Regions from separate parts of the Mus musculus genome. Here region 2 is linked to region 1. The links are chromatin contacts, called in public HiChIP or PLAC-seq maps. All regions are on one chromosome and are shown on one strand. The core of a region is the stretch at or near the end of the contact, and the rest is flanking DNA. Distances in the headings are between cores, read along the strand shown. Region 1 overlaps Rai1 (retinoic acid induced 1). Region 2 overlaps Drc3 (dynein regulatory complex subunit 3).

Region 1 (7,622 bases), core at 2,529-5,028:
TGGCAGCACCTTGGTCCTCACAGCACTGGGCAGGGATGACTGTGTAGACAACCCCATGCATGCAGCAGGTGGCTCCAAGGGTGGGGGTGGGGGTGGCTCCCCACTACCCCTGGGTCTGGCCCTCTGGGGTGAGGCCATCCTCCGTAAGAGGCCAGGGGAACTCTCAGCCCTCTCCTCCCTCCCGTCTCCCCCACTTCCATTGTTGCTTCTCAGGATGAGGCTCCGTTTTTTGGCGGGGACAGGTGCCATGAAAGCCGACTTCCTCTTGAGCGTGTGGAGAGGCCGATCTGAAAGCTTGTTTCCTGTACCAGGCTTGGGTACTTTGACCCGCTGGTTCATCCGACCTTCCTTCTGGGGCCCACTGGAGACCTTGTACGCAGTGGGTAAATGGTTGTTAGCAGGGAGCTTCTTGGTGGCACGGCAGTCTGGGATCCGGCTCTCCGAGGGCCGCCGCCGTTTGGCATGGAAGACCTGCTGGGGTTTGGTGCGAGACCGGAGGACCATGGAGCGCTGGTCCTTGCCAGGCATGCTGGGAGAGTCTGGCTCCTTGGTCTTGGAGCCCATGGGGCTGCTGTCTGAGGCAACAGGCAGGGCAGCAGGGTTGCTGGGGCTGGATGCAGCCTTGGGTGATGGTTTTCCGACCCGCTTGCCAGACTTGAAGGCAGCTCGCTGCTTACCTCCCAGTTTGTCGGGAGGCGTGGGGGTGGTAGTCAGGCCCGGAGGTCCAGGAGTCTGGGGCTCACTCAGAGCTGTAAGCGAGCGGGTACACATTCTGGGGAGCCCTTCTGACAGCCCCCGGCCTGGGGCTCCAGCCCCCTCGGCCTGTCCCTGTGGAGGCCCTGTGCAAGACTCTGGGAGCAAGAGGTCTTTGGGAAGTGCTGGCACCCTGCACGGAGAGTCTTCCGCCTCAGGCAGCCCCCGGTGTACTCGCCGGCTCCGTAAGCTCTTACCCCGTGGCACAGGCTCTTTCTTAGCAATGGGCCCCTCAGGTACAGCAGGCTTGTTAGGCTTCGGGGCCAAGGAGCCTTGTGAGGTGCCGGAACTACCTGGAGCCCTCTCCATCTCTGGCCCTTCTTCTCCCGGCTTCATGTGTGACAGAGAAGATTCAAACCAGCTCTGAACCTTTGATTGGGCACCCACAGAGGGGCCCAGTAGGACAGCAGGCTCCCCAGAGAGGTGACATGGAGAGACCCAGCCAGCCTTGGTGTCCAGCGCCTCCTCTGCCTCCTCCTTGGTGCACATCAGCGGGGCCTTTGGGGACAACGGGTCCTGCAGGCTGGGCCTCTGCTCAGGGCTCCCCAGCAGTTCACACAGAGAAGAGTACTCCTCTTCAGCTTCCAGGTCCTCCTTCCTGCCAGGGGGCGGCAACAGTGGCAGGTCCCCGAAGTCAGTGGAGGAACAGCAATGGCGGCTCTCCTCCAGCCACTGGTTGGCCTTGGCCACCTCGGGGCACTGCAGCAACCCACCCACCTCCTCTTTCACCCCCTCTGCCTCCTGCTGTTTGAAGTCCCCGGACAGTGCGGCTGCTGGCTTCCCGATGGCATGATCCTCCTGGAAGCCCATGCAAGCAGAGGCCTCGTGTGCATCTGCCTTGCCCACGCCGTCCGAGGCTTTTGCACCCTGTTCCAAGCCCTTGGTAAGCTCACCAGGGTGGAGGCCCCAACGAGGACAAGCATCGCCCAGGTTCTCCTCTGGCCAGGCAAAGGGGTTGGCACCATCCACCGAGCTGGCAGTGGGTGTATCTGGAAAGCAGTCAAATGCTGCTGTGGTGGGGTCAGGAGTGGCAGTCCCTAGCAAAGGCTTGGTGCCGAAGGACAGGGGACTGCTTGTTTTCTTCGGGTCAGTGGTGGCAAAGGCCACAGAGGGGTCTTCAAACAGCCCCGGGCTGAAGTCCTTGGTGCTGCCACCCTTGTCCAGCTGCAAAGGCTCAGGGAGGGTCTCTGGCTCCCCTGGCTGTGACCATGAAGTCTTTGCTACAGTGTCCAGGCAGGCGCCATGGTTCTCCAGTGAGAAGGGTGGCTTGCCATTGTCCTTGGGCAGGCTGGAAGCCTCAGCCCAGGCCTTGTCAGCCTTCTCAACAATGGCTTCCTGCAGTCCCAGGATCTCGGAGGCCAGATCTTCCTGTGCCAGGGCACTGAGCAGCAGCCGCGGGCAGTCCCGCTCGCCTGCCACAAATTTGGAGAAGCTGTCCAGGGGCAGAGTACTGTGCAGGCTCTGGAAAGAGTCGTCGGACTTGGTGGACATGTCATCAGGTGAGGTCACAGAACAGGTGGACACAGACTCGGGCTTAGCCTTGGAGTTGCTGTTGACCCTGGCGGGGCTGCCCCGGGCCTGGCTGCAGTAGAGGAAGCTGCGCTCTAGCGGGTCCTCAGAGCCACTCAGGTAGTCAGTGTCCTGTGGCTCAGCATGGGTGGACTGTGGCGTGCTGCTCGGCGGCTCAGACAGCGGTGTGCCCGCTGGCTCAGCTGAGTAGCCGCTGCCTTCAGGGCTACAGTGCTGGCTTTTGTGCTGCTCTGGAGTCCTGGACACGAGGTTCTTGACCCCTTTCTTCTGTGGCATGGTAGCTTTGGACAGCAAGAGCTGCTGCACGGTGTTGGAGATGTTTTCCACCTGGGAGGTGAGCGCTGTGAGGCTCTGCAGGCTGAGGTCGGAGAGCAAGTTGTCAGGCAGCTTCTCCTTTTGCAGGGGCTTGCAGTTGCCGGCCTGGGGGTCCACAGAGCTGGCAGCATCTGTTGGGGACGGGTTAAGCAGGGGCATAAAGTGGCTGTGGTCTGTGATGCCTGTGGGGAAGGCCCCAGTACTAAGCGGCTGCTGGCTATAGGGGAAGTTCTCCAGATTGGGCATCAGTGGTGACGGGGTGGAGCTATAGGAAGGGGAGCGACCCACAGACCGTGCAGGGGAGTGGCTGGAGCTCGGGCTGAAAGTCTGGTAATACTGCTCTGGAGTCCTGACAGCTGTGTCCGGTGGACAGTAGCCCTGGCCTTGCTGTCCATAGTGTTGGTACTTGGCGAGGTTCTGGTAGTGGAGTGTTTCCTGGGTGTGGTGACGGCCTTGAAGTGCTTGCTGCTGCTGCTCGTAGCCAAGGCGGCCAGGCTGGTAAGCGTGAAGATTCTGGACCCGTTGCCCTGGAGCCAGGTTCGCATTGGCACTCATCGGCCTATCATGAGGCTGGGCAGATGGTGCTGTGCAGCTCTTGTAGGAGTGGGCCCCCTGCCCACCACCCTGCACTGTTGGGGCATAAGTGGAGGAGGTAGGGAAGGACTGGGAATGCTGGGGAAAGTGGCTGCCCTGGGGGAAGGGCAGAGGGGAGGCAAGGTCGTTCTGTGGTTTCTGCCTTTGGAGTTTGGGGTAAGCCAGGGGCTGCTGAGGCTGTGGTGGTGGGACATGCAGGCTGTGAGTCCGGAAGGGAAGCTGGGGGCCCTGCTCAGGGTACTGCCTGTTTGGAGGAGGCACAACTGTCTTCTTCATCAGGTTCTCCTCATACTTGCTCACTGCCCCGGGCAGAGGCTGTGGCTGAGGAGGCGGTGGCTGTGGGCCCCCCCAGGTCTGAAGACCTTCCTCGCCAGAGTAGCGCCCTGGGTAGGGGCTGCTGTCTTGAACATAGCTGGGGAAAGCTGGCCTCCCCTGCAGGGATTTGCTGCCTCGGTGGTACTTGTCTGCAGCTGCTGTGGCCACCGTGCCAGAAGGTGTACCAGTGCCACCCTCATAGCCTGTATAGGGCTGAGGGCTGTAGTAGTCCTTGGCCAGCAGCCGCTGCCGATCACAGCTTAGCCCAGCCTGACCCGGCTGCCTGTAGTTCTCCAGGCGCGATGTCTCCTGGGAGGTCTGTGGGTAGTTTTGCTGTTTGCCATGGAAACCACACCTTTCTCGAAAAGACTGCATGACTCGGGCTGGTTATCTGTGAAGAGAAAGGATGGTGCAGAGGGGAAACAATTCAGATGGGCCACGGTTTGCTCGCTGCCTCAGTCAGCATCCCTCCCCGGCACCCTCCCACCAGCTCTGCACATACTGACAGCCTCTGGGTCTGAGAGGTATGCTCTAAAATCCTGCTTCTACGGTGAGCTCCCGCTGAAATGGACAGTCCAAACAGGCTACACAGAGCAAGTCACAATGAATGGCCACTCCAGGCCCCTCTTGCCAGCTCCTCCTCTCTATCAGCTCGTCTGTACTACCACGCCCAGCCCTTGTAGACAGCTCAAAATCATTTAGCAGAGCAATTCCACTGTTCCCTGGGGGCCTGCTGGATCCCATCATCTTAGTCTTTGTGTAGCCGTACCTAAGCGTGACTCAGCCACACTGAGCACCCGTGAGGACCCCTCCCCAATTGGGGAGAGGTGGCATTCCAGGCCACTGTAACTGCACATACAGGAATCCACACATGTACAAAGGACCTATCAGGCACATGTCCATGCACGCTCACACACGCCTCCCCTGTAGTGCCATCTGGACTCTGTCCCTTCTGGCAGATGTTGACTGGGGGCTGCTAAGCATCCCCTCCCCGGACTCCTGGGAATGAAGGATGGTAGCACCTGCCTCCTGTTCTTGGTATCATAGGTGCATAAACAGATTATGCAGTCCAGAGTGTGGGGATGCATACTAATAGGGGACAAAGACACAGTCCCCTGGCCACTGGAGAGCAGCACACGACCCTTCCTGTTCTCTGTCCCTCCCCAATGAGCTCCTCCGAACTTTCCCAGGTCAGGGATGGTACAGACAGCACTCATATGGAAGGCAGGGGCAGGTAGACCAGGGGCTTTTGTGGAGTCACAATCCAGGCTTGGCTATCTCGGCTGGTTTCCTTCAACCGATTGGCTTTGGTTACCCCAGAAAATCCTCAGTGGTGAAAAACAGGAATGCCCCCCAAGCTTTGGAGAAATCACAAAGAAGGCTGACTATTGGCACCACATCCCACAGATTCAGGGTTTACCCAGCCACCACGCAGGGTGAAGGCAGGATGTTCAAGCTCTCTGGGTCTGAGCAGCCCAAGCCTCTAGGAAGGAACAGTTCTTGTCCCAAAACACACTGCCATAGACCACAAAGGTGTCAGGGGTTTGGTTGGTTTGTCAAGAACTAAATGTGGGGGAAGAGAGGTAAGTGCCTCACAGGGACAGGAGTGAAAGGCAGGAGTGGGAGCTATTGGCAGGGAGATCCAGCCTCCCTTTAGTCTGGATCCCACAAAGGTGCTTTCCTTCCTTTGTCTGGGAACTGACCCAAGGAAGGGGGGTAAAAGAGCTCCATCCAGTTGAACAGGGCACTCCCAGGCAGCCAGAGCCTCCAGAGCTCAGAGCAGTAGGACTGACCCAGCTGCCCCGAATACAACTTTCCTCTTCTCCAGATTGTTAAAGCTTTCTGCCTATCCCACCCCCAACTCAGCACATGTCTCTAGCCCCTCACTAGGACAGTGCCTACCTGCCCTTTGGATGAAACACGAAGTGGTGCCTGCCATTCCAGAAGGGCTGGAGGCAGGGCAGCCTGGTGCCTCCTGCCCCATCTTCCCAGAGCAGAGCACACTCTGGATGCGGGGGTTGGGGGGGGGGAATGCAACACCTGCTCAGGATGGCTGCTGGGCCATTTCTAAGACCAGGACACAAAATGCCAGCTCCCTGCCCTCCCTGGGTGTGTGTTTATAAGCCAAGAACGCACAAACCCGGACTGCTCTGAAGGCTACATCTGCCTCCCTCATATATCTGCACAAATTACATTTCGGTTTTTATTAGTCCCAGATCACTCTCATTTCCTGCTGAGTGTCCTGTGGATATCATTAACATTTCTACGGCTGGAGTTGTGTGTGTGTGTGTGTGTGTGTGTGTATCCCTGCAACACATTCCCCAAAATGCAATGCATTACCAGAGACATCATCTAAAGAGGGGAGCCATGAACAGTGTCCCCTCCCTGCCTGCTCTGTCCCTGCCCCATCTAATCAGTCCAGCTGCTATGCCTTTTAATTTCCCCACACAGGATTACAGGCCAGCTTCCCGATGCACACAGGCAGCTGGATGTGGAAAGCATCTATCTCTAAGAAAAGACAGTTCAATTAAAATCTCAGAGGCCCAGGGCCTGTTGGAGGACACAGGCAGAAACATGTGCCCCAGTACCACCCTCCAACCCTGGCAGAGGGAGGGACAGAAACAAAGGCTCAGGCATGGTGGCATCCTAGCTGCTAGCTACAGAGGTACTGCTGGCTCTGCCAGCAGAAAATAGGTGCTGCCTCTTTAAGACTTGCAGCGGGCTCTGTTGTTATTAATTATTGTGATTATGATTATTTTTCAAGAGCACCAGGAAAGGATATGGAAGGGATGAGACGCAGATAGTGAAGGACTGGCATGGGCGGCATCAGGAGAGCAGATGGAAGAATGAATACCCCATAGGTGATGGTGACCTTCAACAGGGAGGGAAGAAGCTGTGATGGCCGGATTAACAGCAGTAAGGTTTGAGAAGGGAACCTGAACCTTGCCCCAGCTTCTGCTCCTCCCCCTTCTCCTGGGAACTTGCCAAGGCTTCCCCTCAACCAGCTTGGCAGAATCTGGCACACAGCTGATGGGAATCCAGAGCAGCCCTCATTGCCCTAGGGACATGAATACTCCACCCCTGTAACCACTGGTTACTCTAGACACTGGATGAAGAGCGTACCAGGCTCAACAAGGGCAGAGCTTCGTGGAATCTGGTGGTGCTTGCAATCTGGATGAACCTCCTTTGACATTCCAGCAGCCAAGGACGGCAAGCCATCAACACAGCCATCAAACAGTGCACTGAAGGAATAGTGAGGCTGAGCCTCAGGCACAGCCTTCTCCCAAAGACTTTGTGTGTGTGTGTGTGTGCGCGCGCGCGCGCGTGCTAGCCACTGATAAAACTGGACTTTATGTTTTATCTTGTCCTTTCTACTACTAAAGGTGACATTAATAGGGGTAGAGGATGTTTGTTAGCTGAACATTGAAGATCAAACCCCTCTTCTGTACCTCACACCAGAAAGTCCCACCCTGAGAGAGTGTCTTGGTATGACAGCAAGAATGCAGAGCTGAGCTCAGGACAGACAAATATATGCCTATGTGCCCCTCTACAGCAGGCCAGACCCTGCCTGCAAGCCTGGCTCTATATTTCTGTGCTACTAGGGACAAACCCAGGGCCTGTAACTTGTTAAGCAAGGTCTACCACTGAGCTGTACCCTAGTTCTCAGCAGGCAATCCTACCTATAGTAGTTGACCAGTCTCTAGTGAAGGGTCGTTAGTCCCACAGGCTCATCAAGCCCAAGAGTGAGCCCTACAAGTGAGATGGGCATACTGTGGGCCTTGTAGGAATGTTACTCCGAGGGAAAAGGGAGACAGGTGGAGGGAGAGGTGGGAAGACGCCCATTCCCTCTTCACTAGGAGTCCCCAGTCACCAGTCCTCCCACCTGGCCAGAGTGGTTTATAACTTGATTGGGAGCTTAGGAAAATTCAAAGTTTAACCCATTCAAGGCCTGAGAACCAGAAAGGGGGTATTTATGGGGCCCAGGAAGCCTGGAAAAAGACAGATATTCATGGAGCAGTGGGTAGGTGAGACCCCAAGGCTCTCCCCATCTGTTATGGATGAAGAATAAATATTAAGACTTGGAGGCTGGGAGAGGCTCAGTAGGAGGGCTTGCT
Region 2 (7,622 bases), core at 2,522-5,021, 200 kb before region 1:
AGGAAGCCTCCAGGAGCTTGGCGAGCTTAGACGAGCCATGGGTAGGGCTGGATTTCACTTATCTCTTTGCTGTGCCCCCGAGATGTCCCCCATGCCCGAAGCCCCTCTATCCTTACTCACCGCCCGCACGTCATCGGGTAAGTCCTCGTCCATCTCGCCCTTGAGGATCTTCTCCAGGGTGTTGATGGCGATCTCCAGGAGCTTCTCATGGTGATGGTTCTCCAGGTCCCGGCACTGAGCAATCCTGCAGTTGTGAGTTAAAGCCAGGGGGCCGAGCAAGCCAGGTGGTCCTTCGAATAAGGTGGCCTCTGACAAACAAGGCCACGTCAGCCCTACTGGAGACACCAGTCTCTAAGTCTTAGAGTCTCAGGGTTCAAGACCTGTCCTGAGGTGCTAAGAGGTATCATAGCCATCAAACTGTCACTCAAATGCATCGTCAGGTCCCCATGTCATTCCTGTCCTCATATTGGGTCATTCCTGTCCCCCAGGGCCAGCTCACCTCAGGTCCTCAGTCTGCTTCCCAACACTGCCGAAGACCTCACTGGTCCCCCATAATCTCTTCCTCCTTCTCCTCCAGCAGCTGAAATAAACTTGAAGGTCTGAGTAGCCAGTTCTAAGCTTAGAGCTCCTGAGAGCTTCCAGTCTCTGACATGGCCTGATGGTCTCATCTGGAAACTTGTTCCCTTAGTCCCATTCTTGGGGCCTTTGCACATACTACTTCTGCTATGGACTGTCTCTTCTTTCACCTGGCTCCTGTGGCTACCTGCAGGTCTTTTTTTTTTTTTTTTCTTTCAGTGTTTAGGAAGGCCACTGATGCCGTACATAGCACACCACTTGCTACCTCAATGACCGTGTGCTGGACTCTGAGCTCCAGGATGCCAGAACCTGAGTTCCTCCTGGGTGGAGCTTAGCACTTTGCCCCCAATAAAGCACTGTTCATGTTTCAAATGTTGGTTTCTAACCTTAACTATTATAGCCTTGCTCTTTTTAACCTGTCCTGTCATTAGTGTGGGCATGGCCTCATCCCAGGGTGTTTTCCTGTAACAAAAGGTCAGGCAGCAATTCTGAGGTGGCAGGGCACCCATGAACATCACCTACTTAGGGAATACATGCACAGCTACTGGACAGCAGTCCCTCTGGGCATCTAAACTGGCATTCTAGCAAGGCTGCCAATGTTGAGTGTTGAAAACACTTCAGTTGGTATGGAGTATTCTCTATGGTCACCAAGTCTACATCCTGTCATAGGGAGGCCTCTTTCCTTGGTAGAAAGTGGTAGGTTTTACATTCCTCTACCTTCAGCAAGGAGATGCCTATGAACTAGGGCCCCGTGGAAAGTGGAAACATTTTTTTGGGATGAGGGTGTAGGTTTTTCTGCAAATCAATGGGCGAAGAGTATTTTGGGTAAGAACTGAATGAAATATATCTAAAGTGCTCAGTTTACTTGTAGTAGGAGCAAAAAGGGGCGTGGCCCTGCAGCTACCACTTATTTGCCCAAGACTAGCCCTTTCTTTCAGTCCTGGGGATTGAACCCAGGGCTTCACTTATGCTAAGCAAGTTCTCCACTTAGCTATCCCTTGCTTTTTTGTTAAAAGCCTAGGCACCTCTGCGTTAGCTGCTCTAGAGGCCGAGACAAACTCAGGAGCCTATGGTGCCTTCCCATGGGGTAAGGTAGGGGTTGTCACAGAAAGGATATAGACTTTGGACATTTTCAATAAATAGTCCCACCAAGTCAGTGATATTTCTTTCAAATATGTTTATGGTCTCCTGGAAAAGATATAAAAGAGAGTCAATGTGTGTATCAACATCCTTTGCACCACCTCAAATCACAGACTCTTTTTTTTTTTTTTTTTTTTTTTTTTTTTTTTTTTTGGTTTTTCAAGACAGGGTTTCTCTGTGTAGCCCTGGCTGTCCTGGAACTCACTCTGTAGACCAGGCTGGCCTCGAACTCAGATATCCGCCTGCCTCTGCCTCCCGAGTGCTGGGATTAAAGGCGTGCGCCACCACGCCCGGCAAATCACAGACTCCTTGCCTTTGTAGGGCAGATGGCTAAGGACTGACCCTTGCCCCTGCCCCTCACCCGCTCCCAGAGTTCTGTCGCTTTCCAGTCTCAGTTCACCACCCCCTTGAATGTTCATGTTGTCACTATTGCTTTTTTTTTTTTTTTAGATTTACTTATTGTATGCATTTGAATATTTTGCCTGCATGTATGTGTATGTGCCATGTGTCTGCCTGGTGCCTACAGAAGTCAGAAAGAGGCACTGTATCCTCTAGAACTGGAGCTACCAACTTTGAGAGCTGCCATGAGGGTTCTAGGAACCAAAGTCAGGCCCTCTGCAAGAGCAACAAGTGCTTTTAACCAATAAGCATCTCTATGGCTACTGCCACTGGGTTTTAGGTGGGTTTTTTGTTTGTTTTTGTTTTTTTTTTTGTTTTGTGTGTGTGTGTGTGTGGTTTTGTTTGTTTTTGTTTTGTTTTGTTTTGTTTTCGAGACAGAGTTTCTCTGTGTAGCCCTGGCTGTCCTGGAACTCACTCTGTAGACCAGGCTGGCCTCGAACTCAGAAATCCGCCTGCCTCTGCCTCCCAAGTGCTGTGATTAAAATCGTGAGCTACCACTGCCCGGCTGTTTTTTTTGTTTTGTTTTGTTTTATTTTTTTAATTTACACTTCTCTCTCTCTCTCTCTCTCTCTCTCTCTGTGTGTGTGTGTGTGTGTGTGTGTGTGTGTGTGTGTGCGTGTGTAGGTCAGAGGACAGTTTGCTGGAGTCTGTCCTTTCCTTAACCACACGGGTCCCTGGAATCAAACTGAGGTCATCAGGCTTGGTGATAAGAACCTTTCTCCACTGAGCAGGACCATCTTGCCAGCCCTGTCCTGGGCCTCTTGCCCATGTAGCTGCCTCCACCAGGACCAAATATCCTGGCCGCACCCCCTCCCCCCTGAATGAAGCCTTTCCTTCTAGGCCTCTCAGCAGCATCTGCCCATCCTCTCCACAAGGGCCATGGAGAGCAATTTCGAGAGCCAGCTCTATTCCAGAGAGCTCATTTAATCTCTCTCGGCCTCTACTTCCTCACATATGAGACAGTTTTTCTATGTAGTACCATGGTGGCTAGTGGGGTAAATGAGCTATATCATGCATAATGATTTACCACATATCTGGCAGATCCAGGAGCTTGGGTAAGTGCTGACAGTCACCCTAGACTTCCAACAACTAACTGCTGTCCCTAGTGCTTAGCAGAGCACTTGGGGCCAAAACAAATCTCAATATTGTTGAGAGAGTAATAAGAACGTGATTAGGAACCCTCCTCTGGAAGACGCTTTCCTGACCCTTCATAGCCTCAGCACTGATGCAGGGCATCACAGGAGCCCAAAACCTGTCTGTATGCAGTACAAATGAGCCCATTCTCGTGTGTGTGTGTGTGTGTGTGTGTGTGTGTGTGTGTGTGTGTGCACGCGCGCGCGCGCTCATGCACAGCATTTTGATGAATACAAGTAAGGTTGTTGGAAGCACGGACTAGAATCTTCCAGCTTCAGGTGACCAGGTGACTGGCAACATGGCCAGGATGAGAGCAAGAACCTGAGAAGTGTTTGGCCACTGAAAATAATCTCCCTGCTTGAAAGGACTGGAAGCCCCCAGCAACCCTCCCCTGCATGCACTGCTTCTGCAGTACTTGAGCAGAGCAGTTCCCAGTGGGAAACGAGCGGCTGCTGTGCTGTGCGACAGCAGATCCATTCTGCGTAGGAAGTGCCATTTGATGTGTGAGGAATTGATTAGGCACCGGCTCTTGGCCCGGCTGTGGCAGCATCTGAGGAGGTCCAATTCATCATGCAGCGTCCAGCCCCCAGCCTGGCTGCGTGCACACACACAAGTCACCCTGGCACACAGATGCTCTTGAGATGCCTGGGCTTTTTCATTCTCCCAAGTTGGGGCCAAGCGGCAGCCTCCCGACATCGCCCACCCCGAGACAGCAGGCACAGGCTGCGGCACTGATGAGCCTTTGTTTGTCTCCCGAGTGCAGGTCCACCTGTCTTATAAGCTCCTGAACTTCCCCTTGGGTCTAATAAGAAATCTGTACTCTGCTGAGCCTGTTTTAGGATGGAGGAGGGGAGATTTTCAGAGGACTGAGTTCACCTCTCATTCTCCATAAGAATCCTTTCCGAGGCAGCAAAGAGAGCAGTGTGTTCCTTTTCCTCCTGTCTCCTCTCCCTCCTCGCCCCACCCCCTCTCTTTTGCATTGCTGAGGATGGAATCCAGGGCCTTGTCTGTGCAAAGCAAGCACTGAGCTATACCCAGCCCCTGACTTTAAGGTATTTTAATAATTTTGGTAAAAGGTGATTTTGTGGTGTGTGTGTGTGTGTGTGCACATGTGTGTGTGCATGTGTGCACGTGCATGCACTCACATATGAGTATGTATACATGCTCATGCTCATTATATGGTGGGGTGTACACATTATATGTGCCTGTGGCCCTGGATGAAGGCAAAGGACAACCTCAGGCACCGTTCGCCTTTTTCTCTCGCTGGCCTGGAACTCTTCATGTTTACTAAGCCATTTGGCCAGTGAGTGCTAGTGACCCACCAGTCTCCATCTGTCCAGTCCTCTCCTGTGTGTCCACTGGGTCACACTGGACACAGGGGAGAGGAGCCTGTGGAGGGCGTGCTTGCAGGGTTCTGCAGCTGCATGCGGGGGCCCCTGGATATATGCTAGTCTGACTCTACCTCCAGCTGTTCCACCAGCTGCATCTCCAGGATCATGAGTGTGTTGAACAGCTCACCGATGCTCTCAGTGCACTCCGTCAGCTTCTTCTCGATGTTGGACAGATCAGTCTCTTCCCGGATGGCATTTAAGTTCTACAAATAGAAATCCGCACTTGGGGGGACTCAGTAGTTAACAGTGTAGTAGGAAGTGATGATTTGGTTTTATGGGTAAAAACTTAGAGTCTAGAGGTGAAGGGCCAAGTTCAAGTGTCAGCCTGCCATGTGCTAGCTCTGACAGCTCTGGGGACGCTGCCTGCTGCTCTGGCACACTGTATACAAAGGCACCTGGAAGTGGCAAGCATGAAAAGAGCACTCAGACCTACCCTTACCTCCCTGGAAGAAGAAGATGAAACTCCTGTGGGCCAGCCTCTTTCACAGTGCCAGGAGGAGGGAAGATATTCTTATCGGGAGAGATGGGAGCCAAGGTTGGGGGCAGTCTGTGCAAATCAAGCTTTAAAAACTGATTCATAGGGCTGAATAGATAGCTCAGCAGGTAAAAACACTTGCTACTTTTCCAGAGAACCTAGGGTCAATTCCCAGCACCCATATGGTAGCTCAAAACTGTAAATCCTGTTCCTGAGGCTCTGATGCCCTCTTCTGGCCTCTCTGGGTACCAGGCATGTAAGCAGGGCACGGACACACAGGCAGACAAAACACCCGTACACATAAAATAGAAATAAATAAATAAATAAATAAATAAATAAATAAATAAAGACTCATAGCAGGCATGATGGCACATGCGTGTAACCCCGGCACTTGTGCGACAGAGAGAGCAAATGAAAGAGGATCAGGAGTTTGAGGCCAGCCTAAGATTTGTAGTTTGGGGCTGGAATGAGCCCACAAACCAAAACTCAGAAACTACACAAATGAAAAAGAAAAAAAGAAAACCTTAGACAGCAACAAAGTAAATTAAACTTTACCAGCAAATCACATCTCCACTAACCACAGCCATGTTCTCAGAGCTTTACACACTTGTCCAGTCTGGTACGATCATTGCCACACAACGATGTCTCAGTCAGTGACATACTGCATGGATGACAGTGGCTCCATCAGACAGTGATGCTCAGAGGTTCCAGTCACTTAACAATACCATGGTGTTCCCACAGTGACAACCACCTAGTGACATAATTCTCAGGATGTATCACCAGCATGAAGTGATGTATTATCATGTAGGAAGCTTCCAGCCCTGCTTTTTGCTGTTGCTTATTTCTTTTGAGATAGGGTCTCGTGTATTCAAGGCTGGCCTTGAACTTACTGTGTAGTCGATATTGACCTTAAACTTTGATCTTCCTGCCTCTGCCTTCCAAGTGCTAGGATCACAGGCATGGACTACACCTGCATATTTATGTAGTGTACCCATATACGGACAGGTAAACTTGGGGAAGTTGCACACGCATCACTGGGCTTGAAGACCAGGTGTGTACATCAAGGCCTAACGGGGTAGATGAATAGGAAGAACTGGACCAAGCTGTAGGAGGGCAGCTGTGAGGAACAAACTTGGAGCCCTCAGAGCTATGTGTCCTGGGAATTTCTACAATGTGGCCTCAACTTAGGCTGAGCATTGGAGGCACCTGGGAAGCTCCCAAAGTTAGATCACCTGAGCCGGTGCACCTGGGCCTAGGATGGGCTATGTCTTTTTCTTTCTTTCCTTTCTTTCTTTCTTTCTTTCTTTCTTTCTTTCTTTTTTAAAGATGTATTTGTTTATTTTATTTGTAATGAGTACCCTGTAACTGTCTTCAGACACACCAGAAGAGGGGATCAGATCCCATTACAGATGGCTATGAGCCACTATATGGTTGCTGGGGATTGAACTCAGGACCTCTGAGAGATCAGTCAGTGCTCCTAACTACTGAGCCATCTCTCCAACCGGATGCGCCATTTGTAGGACAGCTTCTTGTGGGCTGAGATACAGGCAGGGCACTGAGTCAGGTTTAGCGGGGTCCATGACCTGCCTCTCCAGAGGGACTTGTTTCGAGGGTGAGTCAGGCCCCAGCCTGGTCCTCAGAAGGTGCGAATGGATGGCATATAGGTCTCCCAAACCTAATGTACCTAGGGGCCAGGGAAGAAATGTCAGGAAAGAAGTGGCTGGACAAGAACTGGGGACTTGTCCAGTTCACAGACAGAGGTCAATCCTGATGACAAGTGCCTCCAGATAAGCCGGAAGTCACACATTGTCTTCCTTTGAAATTGTCCATTTCCACTGTCAGCAAAGGGTGTGTGTGTGTGTGTGTGTGTGTGTGTGAGAGAGAGAGAGAGAGAGAGAGAGGGAGAGAGAGGGAGAGAGAGAGCACACTGTGGTCAGGCTACTTCATGAGTTGGTTCACCTTGTCCCTTGCTGAGGCAGGGTCTTGTGTTTCTGCAGCAGCACACTGCTATGCACTCCAGGCACTCTAGGCACTGCTATGCACTCTAGGCTAGCTGGCCCCTCAGGCTTCTGGAAGAGCCTCTGTCTGCTTCCCCCTGTCAGCAGGAGTGCTGAAATTCCAGCGGCACAGCACCGCAGCTAGCTTGATCTGTGTGTTTGGAGGACTGAACTCAGGTTGCCAGGCTTTCAGGGCCAGGGCCTTTTACCTGCTGAGCCATCTCCTGCCCTTTGACTGGTGTTTGAGGGAAAAGCAGGCTTTTCCTTAGCGTTTCACTAAGACCTGCAATTTAAAATGAATTAAGAGTTCTGGTCTGGGAAGACAGCTCAAAGGGTAAAAGCATTTGCTGCCCAGACCTGACAGCTTGAGTTTGAGCCCTGGATTCCACGGTGCAAGGAATGAACCGACTTCTGAAAGCTGTTCTCTGATGCTGTGCCATGCATGCAATGCACAGTAACACATGCAAACACATACTACACACATGCAAACACACACTACACACATGCAAA

The links. HiChIP or PLAC-seq counts read pairs in DNA pulled down with a chosen protein or histone mark.
Region 2: an H3K4me3 HiChIP or PLAC-seq map of forebrain shows a contact between it and region 1, with 3 times the contacts expected there. The contact joins two enhancer-like sites. A contact is called at or near these places in 2 of 484 Hi-C or Micro-C datasets (cerebellum and embryonic stem cells) and 5 of 115 datasets of contacts at active chromatin or transcription factors (embryonic basal ganglia, embryonic forebrain, embryonic hindbrain and 2 more).

What each region holds. Positions count from the first base shown.
Region 1 is chr11:60,181,372-60,188,993 of GRCm38.p6, reverse strand. Rai1 (retinoic acid induced 1) reads right to left here. Exons shown (of 6, transcript NM_009021.2): 3 at 1-3,898. The coding sequence starts at 3,882. Among named protein-coding and RNA genes, the nearest start is that of Mir6921, 15 kb to the left of the region's middle. Within about 2 kb of position 3,778, at least 105 of the 459 cell types and tissues checked have an H3K27ac peak or open chromatin away from gene starts, as enhancers often do. A contact at or near this core is called in cerebellum and forebrain, where this site is marked.
Region 2 is chr11:60,381,435-60,389,056 of GRCm38.p6, reverse strand. It overlaps Drc3 (dynein regulatory complex subunit 3), which reads right to left. Exons shown (of 14, transcript NM_029044.2): 10 at 4,712-4,843; 11 at 1,694-1,764; 12 at 121-244. Among named protein-coding and RNA genes, the nearest start is that of Atpaf2, 32 kb to the left of the region's middle. Within about 2 kb of position 3,771, at least 66 of the 459 cell types and tissues checked have an H3K27ac peak or open chromatin away from gene starts, as enhancers often do. A contact at or near this core is called in cerebellum and forebrain, where this site is marked.